Linked DNA regions of Mus musculus: region 1 is linked to region 2. Evidence: chromatin contacts called from public promoter capture Hi-C data. All regions are on one chromosome and are shown on one strand. Each heading gives the region's core, a stretch centred on a gene start, on an enhancer-like site or on the middle of the called end of the contact. The rest is flanking DNA. Distances are from core to core; before and after follow the strand shown.

The links. Promoter capture Hi-C pulls out the DNA fragments that hold promoters and counts their contacts.
Region 1: a promoter capture Hi-C map of pre-B cells shows a contact between it and region 2. The contact joins the promoter of Tnfrsf1b here to the enhancer-like site in region 2. A contact is called at or near these places in 4 of 39 promoter capture datasets (the C10 cell line, the HPC-7 cell line, liver and 1 more), 1 of 484 Hi-C or Micro-C datasets (B cells), 4 of 115 datasets of contacts at active chromatin or transcription factors (bone marrow-derived dendritic cells, bone marrow-derived macrophages, embryonic stem cells and 1 more) and 1 of 9 other capture datasets (adipose tissue).

What each region holds. Positions count from the first base shown.
Region 1 is chr4:145,244,679-145,249,220 of GRCm38.p6, reverse strand. Tnfrsf1b (tumor necrosis factor receptor superfamily, member 1b) reads left to right here and starts at 2,351. Exons shown (of 10, transcript NM_011610.3): 1 at 2,351-2,497. The coding sequence starts at 2,420. Gm36233 (a long non-coding RNA gene) reads left to right here. Exons shown (of 3, transcript XR_001784499.2): 3 at 319-423.
Region 2 is chr4:144,981,648-144,986,025 of GRCm38.p6, reverse strand. It overlaps Vps13d (vacuolar protein sorting 13D), which reads left to right. Exons shown (of 70, transcript NM_001276465.1): 68 at 2,577-2,708. Among named protein-coding and RNA genes, the nearest start is that of Gm36317, 20 kb to the right of the region's middle. Within about 2 kb of position 1,820, at least 44 of the 459 cell types and tissues checked have an H3K27ac peak or open chromatin away from gene starts, as enhancers often do. A contact at or near this core is called in adipose tissue, where this site is marked.

The DNA of each region.
Region 1 (4,542 bases), core at 1,102-3,601, 260 kb before region 2:
TAGAGCCAAGCACTGACTGGATTAGACTGGATTCCAACCCTGATATATACCTAGCCATTCGTTAATGTTCCCCACTTGGTGTTTTGAGACAAGGTTTCTCTATATAGCCCTGGCTGTCCTGATATTCGCTATATATATTCACTATATACATCAAGCTGGCCTTGAACTCTCTGAGATCTTCCTCCCTAGTGCTGGAATTAAAGGCATGCACCACCACGTCTGGTTAATATTCATCTCTTTATTGTCTCTTGTGTATACTTAGCAGAAGTCCTCACTCACTTCCATTTTATTGAGCTGTCCTTATTGTGTGTTCCCTAGGCACCAAGGGAATAGCCAGAACAGGATGGTGTACCTGTGTCCTAGAGGAGTATATAATGTGACAGAGTGAACAGTGACTGGGCTGTGTAGGAGCTCCTTGACTTTGAAGGTAACTAAACTGGGTTTGAAACAACACTACTCCCTCCTAGCTGTGAAAGGTCCTATAAAACTTCATCTCCCCCCACCCCTGCTCCTGCAAGACCACATGTACCAGCAGACATATGTTGCTGACCCTGAGTAGTCTTCCAGTAACTGCTGGTTTCACAACTACTAAGTGTTATCAGTGTGAATAGCAAGTGATCCCTGGTGAAGATTTGCAAGGCACCTGCACAGGTGCTAAGTTAGCTGTCAGGGATTGGGCGGGGGGGGGGGTTGGGGGGTGGAGGTGGGCTGTCAGGCTGTACTATTTTCACAGAATAACAGCTGATGCTATATCGTAAGTAGCATTTTAAAAAATCATCAGGGTAGAGCTGCTGTGATTGCTATTGGCGGCTTTATAAGAAGAAAAAGAGAAACACAAACACACACACAAACACACACACACACACACACACACACACACACACACACACACACACACACCATCCGTATCTCTTACTATGTAGTTTTTGCCACCAAGGCTATCGTCAGCTATGTTCCATTAACGTTGGATGAGAACCATGAAACGAAGTCACCCCGTTCTCTTCAAAGTGTATGACATGTGTGATGCTGAACCGCAGAATACAGACTAAGTTAGGAACCAGCCTATGGTCTCCCACATGTGATTCTTGGTGGCATTGTTACCTGCCTGGAGAGAATGAGTAAATTGGACCCACTGGGCAGAATCCAGGGCAGACCACTGAATCTTGCTTCTGACAGGTGACACTGGCTTTCAGCTTTCTCAGATAGACCAGAGCACCTCCTCCACATGTCTTCCACAGGAGGCTTAAAGACCAGAACCCTCCCTGCCTGCTCAGTGGCTACCCCTCTTCAGGGTTGAGGTTTTGAGCTGAGACCTATGTCTCAGAAACATGTGAGAACCAGGTGATTTCCCAGGCTCCTGACCAGCAGGTGGGATTTTCCATCCTCCCAAGGGTCACTTCCCAGTTTCTCCCCCAGCACCTAAAAGTACCGTCCTTGAGGTGGCCCTCACAAGGGCCAGTGGCTGCGGGTCTCTCAGTATCTCAATCAGCCTACAGTAAGAGTGTATGTGTCCATGAGGAGGGACAGAATAGTTGCCTGCCTCCCTACCCACCCTACCTCTCCAAATACTCCATATTCAGGGCTGTAGGGATATGCACTGTCCTTGGGAGCTTGCTGATGAGGTCAGTTCTAGGAAGCAAGACTTTCTGGATGGTTTTCTTCCTCGATTTCTGTTTACCTATCAGCCAAGAGAACTCAGAAAAAGAGGACTGCTCTTACTTAGGGTTCCAAGTATGTTTAAGGAAAAAATGAAACATATTAAAAAGAGCTATACCTATGCAATGCTGCTTATACTATGCCTGTACACTCCGAGTAAGCAGACATATGCTGCACATTATAGGAGCCATATTATATAGCTCATATTAATAAGCTCCATGAGAAGATGCAAACATTCATGTGGAGTTAGCCTGGCTCTAGAGTCTAAATGAGTGAATTATCTAGAAGGCTTTGGTTCTCCTGAGCGGTGCCAACTTTGGGACTGCTTTCCCCCCATGTCCTACCACGAAGAGTAGGAAGTCCATGAGATCTGGGACGGGCTGATGGTGACAAATTAGCTGGGGGAGGCCCAATCAGGGCACCCAGTCACGAATATAGTGGACACCTGCGCCAGTCTCTTCCCCACCACTGGAAGGGTGTCTCGAAGAGGAAGGAGTGATAGAAGCGCATTCATTCCCGGAAGAGATGCTGGAGAAAGAGGCCCAGAGATGCCAGGGAATCACAGGTGGAGGTGTCCTGCGAGGGGCGAGGACTCTGTGTAAAGAGGCGTGTCCTCAGGGCGCGGCCCCGCCCATTCCCGCCCTCCCCCCACCCCCTGGTCTGCCCTAGCTCCTGGCCTGAGGGTTTCGCTTTCAGTCACCAGCTAGAGCGCAGCTGAGGCACTAGAGCTCCAGGCACAAGGGCGGGAGCCACCGCTGCCCCTATGGCGCCCGCCGCCCTCTGGGTCGCGCTGGTCTTCGAACTGCAGCTGTGGGCCACCGGGCACACAGTGCCCGCCCAGGTGGGTGACTCTTGGGGTCACGGGGGACAGCTGCGCATCACAAAGTGCCCATTCCAGCTACTGCTACTGCACAATTCCGGGACAGCATGAGAGGCCATCACGTCCCCAGCAGACACGCGCCACGCGCCTCTGGGGACCCACTGGGGACCCGAGGTCTGGCCCGTTGGGATCCTGGGGTGGTACTCGGTTCCCGACAGCCTTATGTTCCAGAAATACCCAGTGGCTTTCTCCGCGAGCTTGATCAGGGCTCGAATAACACCCAGCAGGGCTCAGGAACACTGTTCATCCTTGCGAAATCCCTTCTGTCCCGCGGTCTCGAGGCGGGAAGGACCAGGGCCACTGCCCCATTGCTTGAGCGGGTTGTGTCGTCTGAAGACTTCCTTCTCTGCGCCATGGTCTGTCTCTTTCTTAGAAACCCTGGGATTACTAGATGTTGGCGGGGCCAGGAGTCTAAGTAAGCGCCTAGTATAAGAGACCGATGGGGAGTGAGTCACTTCTCTGTCACTAGATTGCTTCCATGGATCCGCCTTGCTGTGTTCAGGGGACGTTTCAGAATGTTCTCAGTGTAGTGGCAGAGAGGGCAGCTACCCCAAGGAACCTCGGGAAAATGGACCGATTAAAGATCCCAGTATCCGGTATTCACATTGCCCCCCTCCCCCCCCCTTCCTGCCTCCATTGATCGAAGACAGGGTAAAAAAAGGCAGATTACAGGTACGGAAAAATGAGGAGGCTCAGAGAAATTACCTTTTTTGAAGGATTTAAAGGGAGCTTGCTGCACTGACATGCCTTTGCTTGGTTCCATGTATGCTCTCTGCCTCCTGAGCCCACCTTGATGGACAGGGTGTGCTTACCTGACTGCAGGGGAGTAGAGTGGAAGGTGGCTTCTGTTGCGTCCGGAGGTGATATTCAATGGTCCTGGGATGCAAAGGAATGGACTCATCCTTGGTGGGTGTAGGTCCTCAGGGAGGTGTCAAGGATGGACTCTGGGTCAGGACAGTCCCAGTTCTGAGGGCGGAGTGTGAATGTGCATGGTTGTGGTCAGGAGCCTGAGTGGGGATTGTGCTCTGAGCTCCAAGGAAGGATAGGTCTTTGGGCACTGAGCTGGGGTCTGTCCCTGGGGACAGACAGAGCACAGGAGCTTCTGTACCGGATGGGACACGCAAGGCTTTGTGGGATCCACAGTGGTTTGGCTGAAGGTGTTTCCCTCAGACTTCCTTCCATACCTGACCAGTCCCAGGTCAGCTTAGACCTTCTACTACTGTTGCGTGGACTCTTAGCTAGTCTGCCTGTGTTCTAACTCCCACAAATCCTCCTTTGACAGAGAGACCTTGCTCAAGCCCAGACACCTCTATCTGGGAAGCCTTTGTAGCTCCTAGTGGTGGAGGCAGAACCCTTCCTTACCTTCAAGGTATTCCAGGCCAGATGGACATATCTGTGTTGCCTGCTCACATGAACCTATGCTCTGTGAAGCTGATGACTAGGTGTCTACCACTGTGCGTGTATGACCCCTGCACACACATTGTCCATATTACAGATCTCTCAACACTTCTGAGTCTTTTGTAAATGCCAGGTCACCAGAAAGGCCTGTACACATCCCCCCACCTAGACATGACCTGCTCTATAGAGCACAGATTCCATGCTACTTTTTATTCTCTGTCCCTCAAGGGTAGAAGGGACCCTTAACACAGAACTGTGCAAGCCTTCTCTTGATTGATTCCAAAGAAGCTCCTGGTTTGGGACACTCAAGTGCCAGATACTGTGTTGGGCACTTTGTCACAGATTAGCACTGAAACTTCCCTTCCAGCTGTTTCTACAAGGTGGGTACCGTTGTTCCACTGAAAGGTGTGGGGATGGGTGACAAGCTGTGGCGTATGCCAGGACCACAGAACTGGGAGGTGATGGGGTGAGATTTGAAGGCAAGTTGCTAGCCTGACTCCCAACATTCTTTCTCCAGACATTCTCTTACCTGTATTCCCACTTCTATCCCTATTGTGGGACTCAGAGATATTGTGTGTAGTGGGTCTGGGCAGCAGAGAGAGCCCTGA
Region 2 (4,378 bases), core at 571-3,070:
AATCAGGGAGAGGGTAAGCATAACTCATGGGTATGTGGAGCCCACAACGGAGCTGCTCTACCTGCTCATTCTGGATGTATCTGTGGGGTCATAGATTGCGGACTAGAAAATAATAAATAAATTGGGAGTGGAAATAAAGTTTGAGAAAGGGCTCTAGAGGAGGCCACCTAGTCAAGGAATTACTGTCAAGGAATAAACTTTTTGGTGACATAGGGCACATTTCTTCCATTCTAAGTTGGCCTTCAGTTGGTGTGACTTCTAGAAGCTCAGGAGCAGGAGCCTGCCATCTTTCATTGGTTTGCCAGACTACCTTCATTTTCTTCAGAGAGATGCAGTGTTCACAGTCAGTTTTCCCCTCACTCCGCTGTTAAGCACTAAGGAAAGCTACTGTCTTGAAAGGAACAGGACACATGTCCACAAAGTTTCACATCTTTCCTTTGTTTCCCTAGTGGACTAGACAGAAGTACCCTAGGAAAATGAGATGATGCCCCTTAAACATCATAAAACCTCGTCTTTGCTTTGCAGCCCAGTGTAGGCCTCCACTGTTCCCCTCTCGCAAACCATTCACCATTCTGTTGCTTCTCTGCAGGCAGCCAGGCGCTGCTGAAGCCAAATGTTTTTTTCTCATGGTGTGTGCTGTTTGTGTGGAGGCAATAAATACACACATGTCTGAGTGAGGTGATATTCTCACTGATGTAGGGGGAATTGGCATGCAGGAGGCTAAGGCAGGCCAGCCAGTTCAGGGCCAGCTAGAGCTATATATAAGTTCAGGCCCCGCATGAGCTACGACATAGTAAGACCCTCACTCAAAGCAGATAAACCCAAATTTGTTAGCAGGTGTAGAGAGGTGGATATTATAGTTAGTGTGAAGTATATGTTATAGGAAAGCCCACAAATATCTGCAAGTTGGGAAGTGGGGTGAAAGGATAATCAAACCTTGTGTTGAAAGGAGGTAGGAAAGTGACCTCACCATCTCCCTTTAGAAGGGATGTCTGGTCTTCTACTTGCTATCCAGTGGCACTTCCAGAGTTTCTTAGGCAAAAGAACTATGGGAATGCTTGGGGAAGACATGTTATTGATCCGTCTAGACAGTGAAATGACAGCAGTTGTTTCACCAGGCCAGGAAACTAAAACACGCTATCTGGAAAAGTGCACCCAGCACCTTCCTGCGGACACCTTGTATATGGTGACCTGCTAGCATCCAAAGCTGAGCAGTTATAAAGTTCCTCTACAGTGGACCCATAGTGTCTGCCAACATCACCATCCCTGCTTTCAGGGAGAACTCAGGGGTCGGCACATTAGTAAGCCTAAACCTTGAAGGAGGAATTGAGCCTAAGCATAGTGGAGTATGTAAATATGTGCTGTAAATGAAGCCAACCCATTACCTAGTCCCTCATGCAAGTCACTGTGTCTTTATATAACTCCTGGAAACACAACCAAGACTTAAGCACCCTCATACCTAAATATTTGAAAATTGTCTGGGAGTAGGAGACTCACTCTCTGGCTTCCTACGAACTGTCACATGTATATACCTCCCCCCATGGCACCTTCTGGACCCACAGCCTGGCGAACTCAGCCTGACCTGTGTCCAGAAACACTTGCAATGATCTTAGCTCTGCAGATAGCCTGTGGCAAGTTCCAGGCTTCTGCTTCCAGGATCCTACCCAGACTTGCCCTACAGAGTACCTCTTCCCGGTCGGTCTGTCTCCACTAGCACCGGTTCTAAAGTGCTGATTCAGTGCGGCTGCCTGCTCCCCTCGTTGAGGTATGTCTAGAGAGGGATGTTTTGCTTCAGTGGGTTCCAGGAACAAATAATAGAAAGTACAGCAAGTGCACAGCTAAGGACAGACCCAGTACAGGCTTATCAGTCATCTGAAGTATGTGCTGTCTTTCCAAGACAAATATGGACTCCTGTTTCTAGGAAAACACCAAAAAGTATTTATCAATTATCCTGTCTATGGTTTGTGGAAAAAGACAACAGCAGCCGACCCTGAAAGCCATAGCAAAGCAGATTCCTTTAGGCAACCAACAGCCAAGGGCATGAGTTAGAGCTGCTGCTGTGGCCTGGGACTAGCTCCTTCCCGTGGCTGCTGCATTCCTTACTCTTTACCAGGGAGACTGAGCTCACTCCATAGGAACCTGGTAACATGGTAGGTTCACACTATAGCCTAGGCCCCTGCTGTGTTCTTCCTGAACCCACGGCATGTCCCCAGAGGGCTGACCCAAAGAGACCCTTAGCCAAATGGTGTGGGCCACGGGAAGCTTGTGATAATCATCCTAAAGAGCCATGGTGATCGGTAATCTATGCTCTCCAGCAGAAGCCCAACAGATAGGTAATGACATCCTATCACACAAAAAGTGAAATGGGGAGCTAAGGAAGTTAGCACATTGAACGTCATAATAATTTAGAGCCAAAAGATCGTAAAGTCCAGTCTGAATCCACAGTGGGCATGTCATATACCACACAGTCCTGCAGCAGCTGGATTCTGTCTATTAAGCAATGCCTTTTCAAACAAGGAAGGAAAATCCTTTTAACCATGACACTTTAACCTCTTCTTGTCCATTTGCCCTTCTAGGACCCAAGCCCAGAGGGTTCGGAAACCACGTTGCTGCACTGGTCCCCAGGGGCTGCTTCCTCGATATTCTGAGAGCCAAGCAGAAGGACAGGAACAGCTCTTCAAGCTAACGGACAACATCCAGGACGAGTTGTAAGTGGGGGGCTGTAAGAAACAGCCCATTGGTCTACTGTTTTGCCTTGTCTGTCTTTGAGAAATTTCTTTATGACCCAGGAGCTTCATGCTGATACAGCCCTTGGAAGAGACTAAAGAATGACTTGTCCTAAATGTCAGATTGTAAATGACCAGTACCAGAGGGAATGGCTCTCAGCCTGCTCCAAAGCAGACCTCCCTGTGTTGTCTCTGCGGTATCAGTCTCTGTAGTCAGTTCAGAGAGGCCGGGGCATGAGATAGTCTCAGTCTTAAGGGACTTTTGTCCCTTATATATATTTTGTTTTGTTTTGTTTTGTTTTGTTTTGTTTTGTTTTGTTTTGTTTTTTGAGACAGGGTTTCTCTATATAGCTCTGGCTGTCCTGGAACTCACTTTGTAGACCAGGCTGGCATCGAACTCAGAAATCCGCCTGCCTCTGCCTCCCGAGTGCTGGGATTAAAGGCGTGCACCACCACGCCCCATATATTTTTTTTTAACTTTACTGTTTGCTAGAGAATGCTAGCAAACTGAAACTAAGAAGCAAATTATTACCCATCGAATATCCTGGAAATGCAGTTTTCTTAATTATTTTGTTGCTCTTACACATTTTCAGTTAGTGAGATTATTCTTAGCTGACATGGTAACCATGGTAGTCTCTGGTGCTATTTTGTGGAAATTCTCCGAATGTAAGGTGCTGTGTGACCTGTGCTCTCTTGACCAGGTGTGAGATGACTGAATTTGGGGCGTAGAAATGTCCTAGTGTAACTTGTATCCTCTGAGGTGAAGCGAACTAGGGAAGATTCTGGCACTGTGGGTGTTGCTGACTGGTGGAAGCGTTCAGGGGAAGATTAGCTCCTGGGGGTGGCCTTCAGTGTCATTGCTTGAGACAATACCAGAGGCCTCAATTCCCATTTCATATCTTGTTTGAATGAGAACATAGAAAACGAAGTCTAGAATTTAGGAGATAGGATATGGCATCTTCTTAGGTGTATCCTGCCATGGTATCACTGGAGTATCTCTAAATAGTGCTGTGCACTTCTTCCCTTGAGCCTATTCTGCTACCAACACATGCTGTGCACCGAGAGGCTTCAACAACAGAAACTTAGATCTTCATTTCTGAACGCTGAGAGGGCTGAGACCTTCCTATAAACTGCACTATTGATGGGATTTTGAGCCTCAGACTCAAACCTAGAGAGTCATTTCTCAGCAAAACGGAACATAATATAGACTCTACTGGAGTGTCAGCCAGTGATAGCTAGGGTGTCCCACTCACTGGAGAACCCTCTGAACCTAGAAGTGCCTGGGGTTTAAATCACTCAATAAACTCAGCTGGAGAGCTGCAGGTCAACATTTGTGTTAACACATGTCCTACTTTCCATTTCCCATGAGGACTTAGGGATACTATCAAAGGATAAGTAAGGGGTGAGAGATGTAGCTAAGCTGGTAGAATGCTTGCTTAGCATGCACAGTGCCCCAGGTTCCATGTCTAGCACTGCATAAACCAAGAGTAGTAGCATTTGCACTCAGGAGATGGAGGCAGGAGGACCACAAGTTTAAAGTCAGCCTCAGCTACCTTCCACAGTCAGCCTGGCATCCCTGTCTCAAAAAGGAGGATGGGCTAAGTAAAATTACAGATCTTTGGGTGTTAAATCTTAAATTCTTTGTTAACCCA